Regions from separate parts of the Gossypium arboreum genome. Here region 1 is linked to region 2. Evidence: chromatin contacts called from public Hi-C data. All regions are on one chromosome and are shown on one strand. The core of a region is the stretch at or near the end of the contact, and the rest is flanking DNA. Distances in the headings are between cores, read along the strand shown.

Region 1 (7,064 bases), core at 772-3,271, 170 kb before region 2:
GAGTAATAGCATATAAGATAGCTGCTCATGCTGCTGATGTAGCCAAAGGTCATCCGCATGCTCCGGCCAGGGATGATGCATTAAGCAAGGCAAGGTTTGGGTTCCGATGGCTGGACCAGTTTGCTTTATCACTGGACCCCATGACTGCCATGTCCTTCAATGATGAAACCCCGCTATCTGAAGGTGCCAAAGTGGCTCATTTTTGCTCCATGTGTGGACCAAAGTTTTGCTCAATGAAGATAACAGAGGATGTTGGAAAGTAGGCTGAAGAGCATGGTTATGGGAGCCCTGAGGAAGCTGTGCGACCAGGGGATGGATGCTATGAGTGCTGAATTCTTGCCTGCTAAGAAATCTGTTAGTGGTGAGCAACATGGTAAAGTTGGTAGAGAAATCCACGTACCAACTAATTATGTCACCTACTCTGGTAGGTGAAGGTCAGTACATCGGGGTTCTTTTTTATTGAAATTCTGGAAGGTATTATATGCACCGAAAATATTACTCTAGTAATTGAAGTAATCCTGTGATTACAAATGAAATGAATCCATGGTAAAATTAGTCAAATACTTTAAAATATTCTTTTTTCTTTGAAGGAAAAAATGAGCACATAATTTATGCCACTAGAATTTCAATGCACGTTTTATTTATGGTTTTGACGTTATATTGATGCAAAACGCACCAGGGGTGCCTGTATCTTCATTTAGCTCATGGCATTCGGCCATGAAGCTGGCAGATGAGGCTGAGAAAGTCCCTTTGAACCTGAACAGGATAATGCCTGTATTTTGCTCAATAAGCATCAAGTAGTTTGACCAGATTTGGTTGAATGAAGTAAATGAACAATGCTATTATATTATTTGGCTAGTTAAAATAATACAAAGAATAGAAAAGGAGTAGTTATAAAATGATCTAAATAAAAATATTTTATTTGTAATATTAATTATTATTATGGATAAGTAGTAGTTAATACTATCCAAAGAAAGTAGGGAAAATTTTGCTCTTGCAGAGGCTATATTTTCACTACAAAATGTATCTACTTTGAGCCAAGTATTGACAAAAGGATAATAGAAAATTAATGAAAGGGAAGAGGTAGGGGTGGGCTTTGGAAAAGTAGGCATTGGTATAATTTGGAAGGTGATCTTAATTAACTCACCTGTGTTTTAAGGATTTTGAAGAAGTTAGGGCAGTCTTTGATTGATATCATTAGTCATGATATGATGGGCAGGTTTTGCTTATTACAAAAAAATGACTGTACACAAGAATGTGAATATTGGAAACTCCTATTCCATTTGTGCTTTGAAAGATTGAAATGCAGTTTAATTTATTGAACCATGGTCGTGATTTGTGAGGATAAATCCCTCAAACAACTCTTGCATCCAAGCAAATTATCAAGGGATATTGTTCTGAAGGGTTCCATTTCCAAGGGTCTAAAATGTTTTTATCAAAATAGATTTACCTAGTCAATTTCATTTTTCTCTGTGGACCATCCTCTTTATAGAATCCAATTGAAGGGAGCCGTGGAAAATCAAAGAAAACTCCCCTAAGATTATGCATTTGTTTATTTATCCTTTTCATCTTTTTCTAAAGCCTTATTGCCAACTTCTTTCAACATTTTTATTATTATTTTGCTGATAAATATCCCACTCGTGTGTACATAAGAACTCCCATGTCCCCACCAAATTACACAGACAATGATAGCATTTGTTGCTTTGCAGACATGGGCATCTTGCTAACTTACTCATGATGTAATGATTTTGTAAACCAAAAACAGGCATGATTCCCACTATATACACGTACGTAATGCAGGTGGATTTTTAAGTTTGTTTTAGAAAGAAATGGACATAAGAGCTACTTACTTCAAACACCTTCAATCTTGCTTCTTTTCCTTTTAATCATTCCTCATAATCCATTGCAGGGTACGTTCAAAAAAAGAAAAAAAGAAAAAGCAAACTACAGATAGTATCCCTTTCAAGAAAAGTTACCCCCTGGTAAGTCCATGATTTGGTTTTGATTACAAAAACCACTTCATTATTGAAGTCTTGGGGTCAGATTTTAGTTTGTAACTTTTTTTTAATTTATCGTTTCTCTTTCTTTACCTTGACCTTTTTTGGGTTCACTTTTTCAGCAATCTCTCCTTTTATATTCCTTAACCCACACCTCCGTTTTCTCTCCATTGCTTTAACTGCAACTCCCCCATCTCTTATATATATATTCTCTCTCGAAGGTCAGCTGACTGCTGAAGATGTCAACTAAAGTGAGTCAGAAAACGGGAAACAAGGCAACTGGTAGTACTATCATACACAAGTCTAATACCAGTGCTGCAGGGAATAAAGGGGTTCCGAGGTCCCGGAGTTACGGTTTCATGCGATGTAAAACATCGAAATTTTCACCGGTAAGGTTTCTGAAGCATCTTGGTGGTAAATTAGCCAGAGGTTTACATGTTGTGTCCATGAAAATCAGGCCATCTCCTAAGGTTTCTTCTTCATCTGGAAGATCAAAGCCATTTGTAACACCTGTTGATTCTCATAGAACTGCTGCCATCGAGGACTGCATCGAGTTTATCAACTCTTCTGCTTCTTTGCCTCGATCAAATTCCGTTTCTGCTAATCCTCATTGTCTTTCTCTTTAGATAATGAATGTAAATCATTCCATATATATTTAATTTAACTGTGAAAAAGATAAATAGAGCATCGGTTTTGTTTGTTTTAAGTATTTTGAGGTGTTTTCGTTTTATAAATTTATGGTGAAGACTCTTAGACAAAATTTTAATTTAAAATAAACCTGATTTGTTGAGAGCTGGGCACCTATGCAGCTGTATATTTTGTTATTAAATCCATTAGGCTTTTTTTCTAGATCTTAATCTTTTTACGGTATTAGAAGATGACAAAGAAACCAACTATAGTGGTTGAGACAGCAATCACATGATAGTGTTTTCCAAACCAAGCGTGCGCATTAAAATTCTTTGCTTTTTTAATTTTTCTTTGAGACGGAATTGGATGAACATGCCTAGTTTTGTTAAGTGCAAGACCAAAATTGACATCCCAATAGTTGACATTCGTCCTCATATGCCAATTGGAGCCCAACAATGAAGTCCTCCATTATCCATCTTGTCCACCACCAAAAGCTTGATTTGAAACCCCTTTTTTAAACAACAAGATCATGTTTGGGATTTGGGTTCTACATTATCCTTCCTCCTCCATTTACTGTGTTGGTAAGCTTGGTTGGCCTAACCTTTGTTCTAAACAGTCTCTAAACAGCAATATGCTAGCTAATCTGACGTTGAATTATGTCGACTATGACAGAAATGAGTTAGGTACCTGATGTAATTGCTTTGTTTGTCCAATGTTGTCAGTTTCCTAAATATCTTGTCAGATGTTAAGATGAATATAATTACTCAAAAAGACAGCAAACCCATGCTTTATTTTTCACCTAATCATGTCATTGCAACTATAGCTGGCAATGTTTCAAATTAGAAGCTGTCAACTTATGACAAGTACAGGAATGTTAAAAAAAAGGCCTGTCAACAAATAGTGAGGTAATTCCTAATTCTATTCAATCACTTATAGAGCAATTTCTGTTTATTTCACTCTTTTTGCATGAGATGTTGTCATATACAGTCACCATTTTTGCAGACAAAATCTATCAGGTACAGTAAACTAAATATGTTGTTCAACTTTTGCTTGCTTTAATCTAGTGTTCTAAAACCTACGGCCACTTCAATTCACAAGTCAAATCGGGATTTTTATCTACATAATATAAAATTAAAAACAATTGAAATAGTATGTTTCAAAAATTATGTATCAAAATGATACATTTAAAGAGGTGCAGGTAGTGCATAATCGGTACTATTCTAGAATTTTTACAGAATTTGCAAGAAAATAAAAAAAATAAAAAAAATGGTGGAGGCAGCTTAATAGGTGGTACTTAAAGAAAATACAGGTCAAATACGACTCGTATATGGTAAAAATTGAACCTAAAACTTGACCCGCTGTCATAGATGTGACAACACAATGGGTCACGCATAGAGAAGAGGTGGCACCTAATGGTCATGCCTTGGGCACAGGCATCACCCACTGGTCATGCCTTCGACAGAGGCGGTGCCACTGGTCACACCATCTCCATAGGCGACACCGGCCTACAGTGTCAGGCGATGGGACGGGTCATAGCTTCAGCTCATGAGTTGTGCATTTGGGGACCTTATAATGGTCCCCAATGCCCAATTTTTAGCCAGAAAAGAGAAAGTTTTTGAAGAAAGGAAGAGAAGAAGAAGAAGGAGAAGGAAAAGGAGAGGGCGGGAAGAAAGAGAAGGGAAGGGAAAAAGAAAGAAAAAAAAGAAGAAGCACAATAGAGAGAGGGAAGGAGAAAGAGAAGGAAAAAAATAAATAGAAAAGGAAAGGAGAGTTTGTTGTTTAGGGAAGATTAGGTGTTTTAGAAAAGGTAATTTTTTTATAAATTAAAGTTAATTTATTTTGTTTTTGTTGTTATTATTGTTAATTTAATTTGGATATAATTTTTAATTTTATTTTTGTAAGATATTATTTGGTTAAAAGAGCTATTAAAATATGTTTGTATTTATTTTGTATTTTCATTCATTCATAATTTATTTCTAATATTTATTGAAGTAATAAAGCCTATTTATGTTATGTACAAATAATGTTTTGTTTTTTTATGTAATTTATTTGTTATGTGTGTTTTAGGTTGATTAGATTTATTTTTATGTAATTTTTTGACATGTTATTTTGATTATTTTAATATAATTTTTATTTTTTATGTAAGTAAAAGATGAGACCATTGATATGGAATTAGTGAATGAGACCATTGAGTTGGAATTTATGAGATAAATTAGAAATTAGTTTATATGTTCTAATTTTTAAGATTTTATAATTGAGAATAAGAATTTATGTTTTTAAATTTTATTTTATGTTTTTTTATAAATATTATAAATGAATTTTCTTTTGAATCCTTCTATGCAAAAAAAATTATATTTTTTTAACAATAATTAAGTTCGCATGTTATTATATATATATATATATATTATATTTTAAACCAATACATTTTACTTATTATCATTTTAAAATAATAAAAAATATTTGTATTTATTATGTTGAGATAATTTGTGTTATGTTTTTGTTATATATTTTTATTGGCATGTTATTTTTATTATTTTAATATAAATTTTTATTTTTATGTAGGTAAAAGATTAAACCATTGAGATGGAATTTGTGAATGGGACCATTGAGTTGGAATTTATAAGATATATTTATTTTGTTAATGTAGTATAGCAAAAATATGATGTGGACAAAATTGTTTGGTATTTTTTGTAATCAAAAGCAATATATAAAATTTAGGTATTTTGATAAATATTTAAAATCTATCAAACTTTGAAATTAATAATCGAAATTTGTTTTGAAATTGTAGGTATCGCAATGGGTTTATTGATTAAGAATGATGGTCGCATATCAAACACAGTTAATAATATGGTAATATATTGTTATTTGTTAATCACGGGTTCCTTTAAAAAAAGATCTACGTCATTTACGGAAATAAATTATGTTATTATAACTATTTTTTGTAATTTAATAGTGTCAGGGCCCGTGCCGCGCATTAAGGGGTCAGGTGAATGGTTTAGGATATTCCCCGGATGAACGACTGATGCCATACTTGGAGTTAGCTAGATTCGGGTCAACAACGTTGATTCGGATGTTTGATTTGCGGTACGATTTAATATCCGCATTGGCCTAGCCTTGGCGCCCGGAGACCCACACTTTTCATTTGCTATGTGGGGAGTGCATTGTCACTCTGGAGGATGTTGCATTGCAACTTAGGCTCCCAATCGACGGGAGTGACATAACGAGCGTAAGTACGATAGCTGAGCCAGTTGCCCTTTGTTATAGCCTACTGGGATTCTCGCCCAACGATGCTGAGTCCAAATTTATGGGTGATAATACTCTAGAATGACATATTTTATGTTCTAATTGCATGTTTATTTTGAGTATGATCCTACTAATTTGGGTTATTTTATGATCTTTTATCTTTTAGGGACTGAATTGAAGGTAAAATTAAATTTAAAGGCAAAAAGTGTGAATTTGGAGATAAAGTGGGCCAACATGCGAAGTAGGAGAGAAATGGCGCCGAAAATGCAAAGTGTGGAAGACTTTTGAGGCTGAAATACAAAAGAAGAGATTTTATATCACAAGACTCTATTCAATGTTTTATTATATTAGGATAATTATTAAGGATAATTATTTAAATTTACGATTTAGGATTTATTTTATTTATCTTCAATTATCTTTAATTATATTTAATTATTTGTATTTATTTCTAGGAATTTAATTAGGAATAGACTAGGTTTCTCAGTACTATAACTAGGGGATAAAGTGACACAAATTTTGCCTATGTTTTTTTGTAGCACTCTCTCCCCCATAAATTTAGTCTTTTCATATTTCAATATAAAATTTCCCTTTCCATTATTTTTTGTTTTTCCCCAAAAATCATGAGCCACTAAATCTAATCTAGCCAAAGGTAGTCAAAATTCCCCAAAAAGATTTATGAGGCTTAGAATCTGCGCTTAGCCTTCTCAACAGGGTATTAATCGCTTCTTCACATTTCGGTGCTGACTCTTCCGTCCATGTCCCTTAATAGGTGATCTTTTCAACTTGTGCAAGGAACGACAGCTTTTTACGTTTTGGGAAGTTTGCACAGTCAGTTTGTTGGCTTTCTGCGTTAGAGGTTGACGAGTCCAAGAGACAAAATGGCGTGGTATTCGCCATTGGGAAGTGATGATCTAGCAGAAGATAGTCCCATAAAAGCAATTACTGGCTAGAGTCAGGTTCTACCAAATCTTAAGTCTAAATTCTTGGAACCGGTAGTCGTAGGCGTCCTCTTCCACTATAACTGGCTTATTCTGCTTGAGAAGGATCACTTAAAAGCCAAGGATTGGACCCAAGACGAATCAAGACAACCGGAGGCTGGAATCTCGCCACATAAGAAACTCTCTCTTTTCCCAAATTCTGTTTATTTTTATATTCTCCATTTTAATTTTCATAATTTATTTAATTTTGTAATTTCAA
Region 2 (7,222 bases), core at 2,172-4,671:
ATTGATTAATAAGACGGACTCTAAGTAAAGTTGGCCTAATTAATGAATGTTTTAATGTACATCAAGTTCAAAAGTAGCGATTTTCCTAAAGATAGATTGATTAGGGTTTTCATAAGTAAAATGAACTACTTAGCCATTTCGGTGGCTAATGTAGCTTTCATGATTCGACCACAGCGTCTAAGCCAATTTAGAGAGGTTACAAAAATAGCCTCCACAGCAATCTTCATTCTCTCATCATATATCCTTCTTATTGTATCAACGTATCAACAATAGTTTTGATATTTATCCCTATTTTTTTTATTAAGTACATGTGAACTACCACATTAGTTACCATATTAGTAGAGTTAAAATTTTAATGGCCTAATTAATTTTTCCAACTAAAAATTGAAGATTGAGAATCAAATTGATTTGAAAAATTAAAATTAATTAGGATCAAAATGATAAAAATGTAATTGTTAATAGTTGAATTTATCATTATACATTTAAATTATATATGAAAACTATTAATAAATCAAAATTCATGTAAATAAATAAGTTTTAATTAAAACTAGTATGATTCCCACCCATGCTTTGTGTGGGGTTAAATATTTATTTTCTTTGTTAATTATAGAATAAAATTTAAAGGTTGCAACATGCTCTAAGTTTTTGTACTATTAATATTTTGGAATTTAATTTTCATACTTTTTTATTTTCAGAAATTTAGTCTCTACTTTTTCAAGTTAAAAATGTAGGTCTATTTAATAACACTATTAAAATTCATTTGTTAAATTTCTAGGTGTGACAATTTGAAAATAAAAAGAAAATCACTTGGCATTCATGTAACAAAATGACAACGTAATAGACTTGAATTTTATAGAGAATTTTAATAGTGTTAACAACTCTTAAAAAATTCACATCAACATTGTAATTGAAATAAAATATTTAGATTAACTAATGACATTATAAAAATTAAAATACCATATTATTTTAAAATTGAAGAATAGAGATCACTATTCTTATATAATCTCAAAAATAAAAAATAAAAAGTTAGAATTAAAATCATATAATAAAATGAAATAGAATGTACATGTGTGAAGTAAGTAGTATAGTAAAATCTAGATGCTAGAGCCATAGACTTTAATAGCCTTCCGTTGTAGGTTGTTGACTATAGTAGAGTAAATGTGAAGGACAAAACATGTCGATTTCCTATCCCAACAAATTAGCATATATAAAACGTTTTGCGACGGAGAAACCACTTTACTTGGGTTTAAAACAAAGGATATATTTTGGACATTAATATTATTTGTTCAAAATGTGTAAGTGAGAATTTTATTTCTCAAAATATATTTTTTAGGACTCATGCATTGTTAAAATTAACACATTGCTCTATGAGTGTATATGCATGATATCTTGATATTTATAGATGCTAAGTTTAAGGGTAGAAAATTTGACTAATATAATTGTTTTATAGTTTGCATTTAAAATAATGATAAAAATGTTATATTATAGGTATAATAATTTGGGTTTGATCCCAAAAAATTTCATATCACACACTCAATTATAAAAGAAAGTAGCAAAAGTCGACTATATAAAATTTTCATAATAAATATAAGTCTCAAGTTAGAATGCTTTAATGGGTATATACTCAAGGAAAATATGAAAAAGTAACGTTTGTAATCTACTCTAAAGCTTCTCTCCTCTTAAAACATTGCTTCTTCGCTTTTTCCACTTCTCTCTCTTTGGAAGTCGCTTAAATCCTGAGATTTATTTACATCCAATTTGGTTACGTTTTTTGTAAAGATTAAAATCGTTTTCATATTCTTTTCTGGCCTTTGTGGTAAGTTGTAATGGCAAGTGCCCCATTCAGCTTAGCCACGAAAAGACTGAAGGAGGAATTGGACAAAATCATGTGGTGGTGAAGACTATGATACTCGAAGTAGAATATATTTATAATTACATATATTCAAGAATAAATCCTGAAACAGGTAAAAGTAATGGTAGCTTTGGATTCTAAGGAGGGCTTCTGCAATTCAGAAGAATAATTTTATGAATGAGAAAACTTGCAGTTGAAGCCCCTTTCTAATAATTTAGTAAAATAAGTCAAGAACATTTAACTTAAAAAAAAAAAATGGTCGGCCACTTGAAATAGGGAACATGCACGTGTGTAACCACGTCCACAAGATATTTATAAGCCTCAAGCTTCAATATAAGGGAGGAAATTATTTATATATAATTTCTCCTCTTCAATTTATGCTGCTATGGTTGATAATTCATTTTGATTAAGGTGGCTGACATGATTGAATGGGAGTTTTAATTTACAATTTAATTTACCTGAATTTGTCAATTAATCAGGCCCAACAAAACTATGGCTTGGTGCTCGGTTAAAATTTCGGCAACACTATATGCCCATACTTTTCTTTGAAATCTCTATAAAATTAAATTTCCTTTAAAAATTTATTCAATTAATAGATAAACTAGTTATTTTACATTATATCAAAGAATAAATTAGTCTTTCTATTATACTATTAAAATTAATTATTATACATCAACATGAAGGGCCCCAACCCTTAAAATAGAAAATATTTTTTTTACTCTTTTATAATTTATAAAAATTTAAATTAGTAATGAAAAATTTACATTTTACCCCAAAATGATAAACATTTGATTTTATCTTTTAAAAATTATAAAATATAGGTTATCGAAATGATAAAATTGTATTTTTACTATCATAAAAATATACAACTTAATTACACCTCCACAAAAATTGGCTTTACTTTTATACACGTGACATGTTACACGTCACTATCAACCATGCTAATTTTTAACAATACAGATAAATAAATTTTTATCAATAAAACCAATTTATTTTTAATTTAATATAAAAAAACTAATTTATAAAATCAAAAAATGCAATACAATAATAGAGAAGAAAAAATTTCTTATAGCTTATAAGGTTAACATTGATTTCTTATACTTAAATATAATAATACTTCACCATAATAATAAATCTTAGGTTTTTCTGTTCATAATTATAAAAATGGAAAGAAAGATCGAAAAGTGACAAACAAGAAATAAATGACATTCACTCTCACTTTCGGTTAAAGGTGGTAACTAAATTGGCTTCAACCCTAACTTATGATTAAATTTATGTTTTTTTTTTTTATTTAAAATTTTCAATTCAATATTTAATTTTGTTAGTATTTCTCGATAAAATTTTTCAATTTGACATATTATTTAAGTTGTCTTCATATTATATGAGATATGATTAACAAAAATTAAACATTTTGATAGAAACCATCAACTATGTTGATTAAATTAAAATTTTAAATAAAATTAAAAAAATGAAGAGTTAATACTTTAAAATTATAAGCAAAACATTGGAAGAGCAATAATGTCATCTAAAAAAACGACAAGTAAGGATATGATATGAAATGAAAAAGGATGTTATAAAGGAATTAGAGAGGGAAATGGAGATGGGAATGTGCAACTGTGAAGTTGCGTTACAACTACTCCTAAAACTTTATTCTTCCATTCCGTGCCCCCACTCTTACACACACTGCAATCATCTTCCCCTTTCCATGCTTCCTTTCCTTTCTCTCTCGTCTCTCCGTCGTAATTTACAGCTTGATGCCCTCTTAAAACTATAACCACAACCTAATTAACCTCATTCTGAAAAAAGAATAACAATAAAGCTTTTTCTTTTGTCAAGCTCTGTCTGTGTATCAATGGCAAAAACCAATTTTGGGTCATTCTTCAACAAGTTCCTATCTCTCTTCATCCTTCTTCTTCACCTTGGTTGCTTCATTTTCACTGCCAAAGACCACCAAAAACCACCTAAGAAACGCAAACATTGGCCGCTTTCTCCTTCCTCTCCTTCTCATAAGCCCCACGCCAATAAATCTCTTTCTTCAACTTGGTCTTATCTCAAACGCATTTTTACTTCTTCTAAAGCCAATTGCAAAAACACCATCCCAACACACCCAACAGCCGCCCCCACTCCTGCGTTAACCTCTGCCAGAAACTCCCAACAATCCCTTGTCTCTATGGTTATTCTGCCCGAAACTCATTTATCTGAGACCTCTCTTCCTCCACCTCATCCGGAATCCGACATCTCTTCTGACAACCCCTTCTCCCCTCTACGTAATGATATCTTCCCCTGCACTGCTTGCGGTGAGGTTTTCCAAAAACCCCATTTTCTTGAGCAACACCAGGCCACCAAACACGCCGTCTCCCAACTCCTTGATGGTGATTCAGGGAAGAACATAGTCCGGATCATTTTCAAAACAGGTTGGACCGACAAAGTTAGGAACGCTGAAATCCATCGTATTTTGAAGATCCATAACAGCACAAAGATTCTAGCGAGGTTCGAAGAATACAGGGAGCTTGTGAAAGCGAAAGCTGCTAGGAATGGTGCCGTAGTGGGGAGACGAGACGAGAGGTGCATAGCCGATGGGAACGAGCTGTTGAGATTTTACTGTTCAACATTCATGTGTGATCTGGGACTTAATCCATTGAGTTCCGGCATTTGCAGCCAGCAGTATTGCAGCGTCTGTGGGATAATCAAGTCTGGCTTTTCACCAAAGATGGATGGAATCTCCACGCTATCAACGAGCTGGAGAGCACACATGGCGGTCCCTGAGGATGTAGAGGAAGAGTTCAAGTTCATGAACGTGAAACGGGCCATGCTTGTCTGCCGGGTGGTAGCGGGTAGGGTGGGGTCAGAAGGGGATGAAACAAACAAGGAGGATGGCGGATTTGATTCGGTGATAGGGAGGGGAGGGGGGAATATGGTACATCATACCAAGGTTGATGAAGAAGAGCTGCTAGTTTTCAATCCAAGGGCTGTGCTGCCTTGCTTTGTGATTGTGTACACTGTTTGAGTGTAAGTAATCTAATTTTCCTCTTTAATCTCATTTAATCACTTGGGGGGGCAGTGAATGGGTTCATGGTGTTTTTGTTTGACAGGTTTTTGCATATCTGCCTTTATGACCGCAATAGAAACAAACGGGTTTGCTGCTAAAATTAACCATATGATGGAGATTGCTGTGATGCTATAATAGAATGTGCCTGCTTGGTTAATTAGGATAAACTGTGTGTTTAGAGAATGTGAGATTGTAAATCTTGTGTTTGGATCAAATTAGTAGCCTTTCTTTCTGTATTTATGGAAAAGTCAGTTTTGTACTATGATGTTAGATCTAATTTCAAGTTCATCATACTTATTATAGCCACCGTGAAATAAGAGTAGTAGCTAGCTGTTGTTTTCTATATTGCAGCAGAAGTAGTTAGTAAGGAGTATAGGGAGTAGGTACAATCTTTTTGTGGGTCTTACATGTAGGACAGTGCTGCTATATGTAAAGGGCAACACTAATCAATCAGTACCTCTGGAACTGGACCCCTACTGATGATTGCCGCCAACTTAAGTTACTGAGGCCGGGAAAGTTGAAGAAAACTCTGTTATTAAGTTACGAGGTCTTTTTTTTTAACAACACTGCACCCCTTATTTCTGTTTTCTTTTTCACCGCCTTAGTATCTAACAACTATTGTTTTTAGGTAAAAACAACCCCACTTTTTCACTTTTAGGCAAAACGGAGATTGTATTGGAACCTCAAATAGGAGAGGTATAGTTTTTGAAAAATTTATGCTCAGTTTTTTATTTTCGGGTTTTTTTCCAACTTCAAAGAGACTTTAAAGAGATTCCAACGAGTTCATGAAATTTGGAAAGTGTCTTGTCACCAAGGAAATATTGAGTATTTAGCCACCAAGCTCCTTGGTGGTCAGACATTCCTTGAACTCCATCAACTTATTAAGCTCTACACAAATTTGAGAGATAAACTCCGAAAATAAAATTAAGTCAATTCATCTACCGTTTGAGGGCTCAAGATTGACTTGCCCTCAACAAGATTTGGGGTTAATATGCCGTTTGGTATTTATCATTATATTTATAATTTTGTAATATTTTATGTATCATTAATTTTAACAATTTATATTAATTATTTAAAAGGTATTTCAAATTTATATTTTATATATAATTATACTAAATTAAGCATAATATATCATTTGGCACCTAAATTTGATATTTTTTAGGTATTTGTGCTTTTTTTATCTAATTTAGTATTTGTATTTGACCAAAATATATATTTTGGTATCCAAAAGTAACCATGTTAATTTTTAGTGTTTAATTTGGGTTTTCAGAATTGATTTGATGAAAGTTAATTGTTAAAAACATTATTAGGTTTGAGATTTTCTTGATTTTGTTAATAGAATAAATTTAGTATTAACTATGAATTTGTCAAATTTGTTAGTTCGATGGATATCATTTAATTTGAGTTTTAGGGTTAAATTGATGAAAGTTAATTGTTAATATATTATTTATTTATAAATTTTATCAAATCAATTTTAAAACCTGAATTAAATATTAAAAATTAAGATTGTCACCTTTAGGTACTAAAATATATAACTTTTGTCAAATACATGTATCATGTTCGACCAAAATAACATAGATACTACATTAGAAAAAGGTGACAACTCATGTACCAAATTAACCAAATTATGTATTAAACCTTTAAATTGACTATTTTTTTTCAACATCATATTTAAGAAAGATATTTTAACTTTTAACCATAATGTTTCATAGCAATGTCAAATACTTAAAATTAACAAACAATACTTTATTTTCAAATTATTTATTTGGGAATTAAAATATTTGGATTTGGATTTCAAAATTTTAGCTTAAATTTATGGTTTATGATTTCATTATTTCCAACTTCATTATTTGGGAATAAAACATTTGAAATTCAAGATTTTGAATTAATTCAACTTTTGCATGAATAATTAAAATTTAGATTTTATTTCAACTAATTCTAAGATTTAAAATATGTTTTTTTAATTTAATTATTTAGAGGATTTTGAACATTGTTGTTTGAGCCGAACTAGACCAACTACTAGTTGGATTGGAAATTGGGCAAGGTATCGGTTGACCCGAGAATTAGCACGAACCAATTGATTGAGCGGATGAATTGGTCAAATCATTTTTTTAAATTTTTTAATGATTTATTTAATAGAATTGGACGAACTAGATCGATCGAACTGGTCAAATCGGTCATACTAATCAAACCAATCGTACTAGTCCGATTATGAAAATTTTAATTTTTAATGAAAAAAATGCCTTTTCCACTATGTTATGAACAATTTAGGATAAGATCGGTTGTTTTTGTATATTCTTTGAAAGATGTCTTTTTTCAAA

What was found. Hi-C and Micro-C count contacts between places; a contact is called where the count stands out from the background.
Region 1: a Hi-C map of leaf shows a contact between it and region 2, with 4 times the contacts expected there. The contact joins the promoter of LOC108487804 here to the promoter of LOC108477132 in region 2. A contact is called at or near these places in 2 of 5 Hi-C or Micro-C datasets (both in leaf).

Annotation. Positions count from the first base shown.
Region 1 is chr7:87,373,810-87,380,873 of ASM2569848v2, reverse strand. LOC108487804 (josephin-like protein) reads left to right here and starts at 2,021. Exons shown (of 1, transcript XM_017792158.2): 1 at 2,021-2,797. The coding sequence starts at 2,237. The coding sequence ends at 2,623.
Region 2 is chr7:87,207,713-87,214,934 of ASM2569848v2, reverse strand. It overlaps LOC108477132, which reads left to right and starts at 3,421. Exons shown (of 2, transcript XM_053031059.1): 1 at 3,421-4,861; 2 at 4,945-5,465. The coding sequence starts at 3,705. The coding sequence ends at 4,859.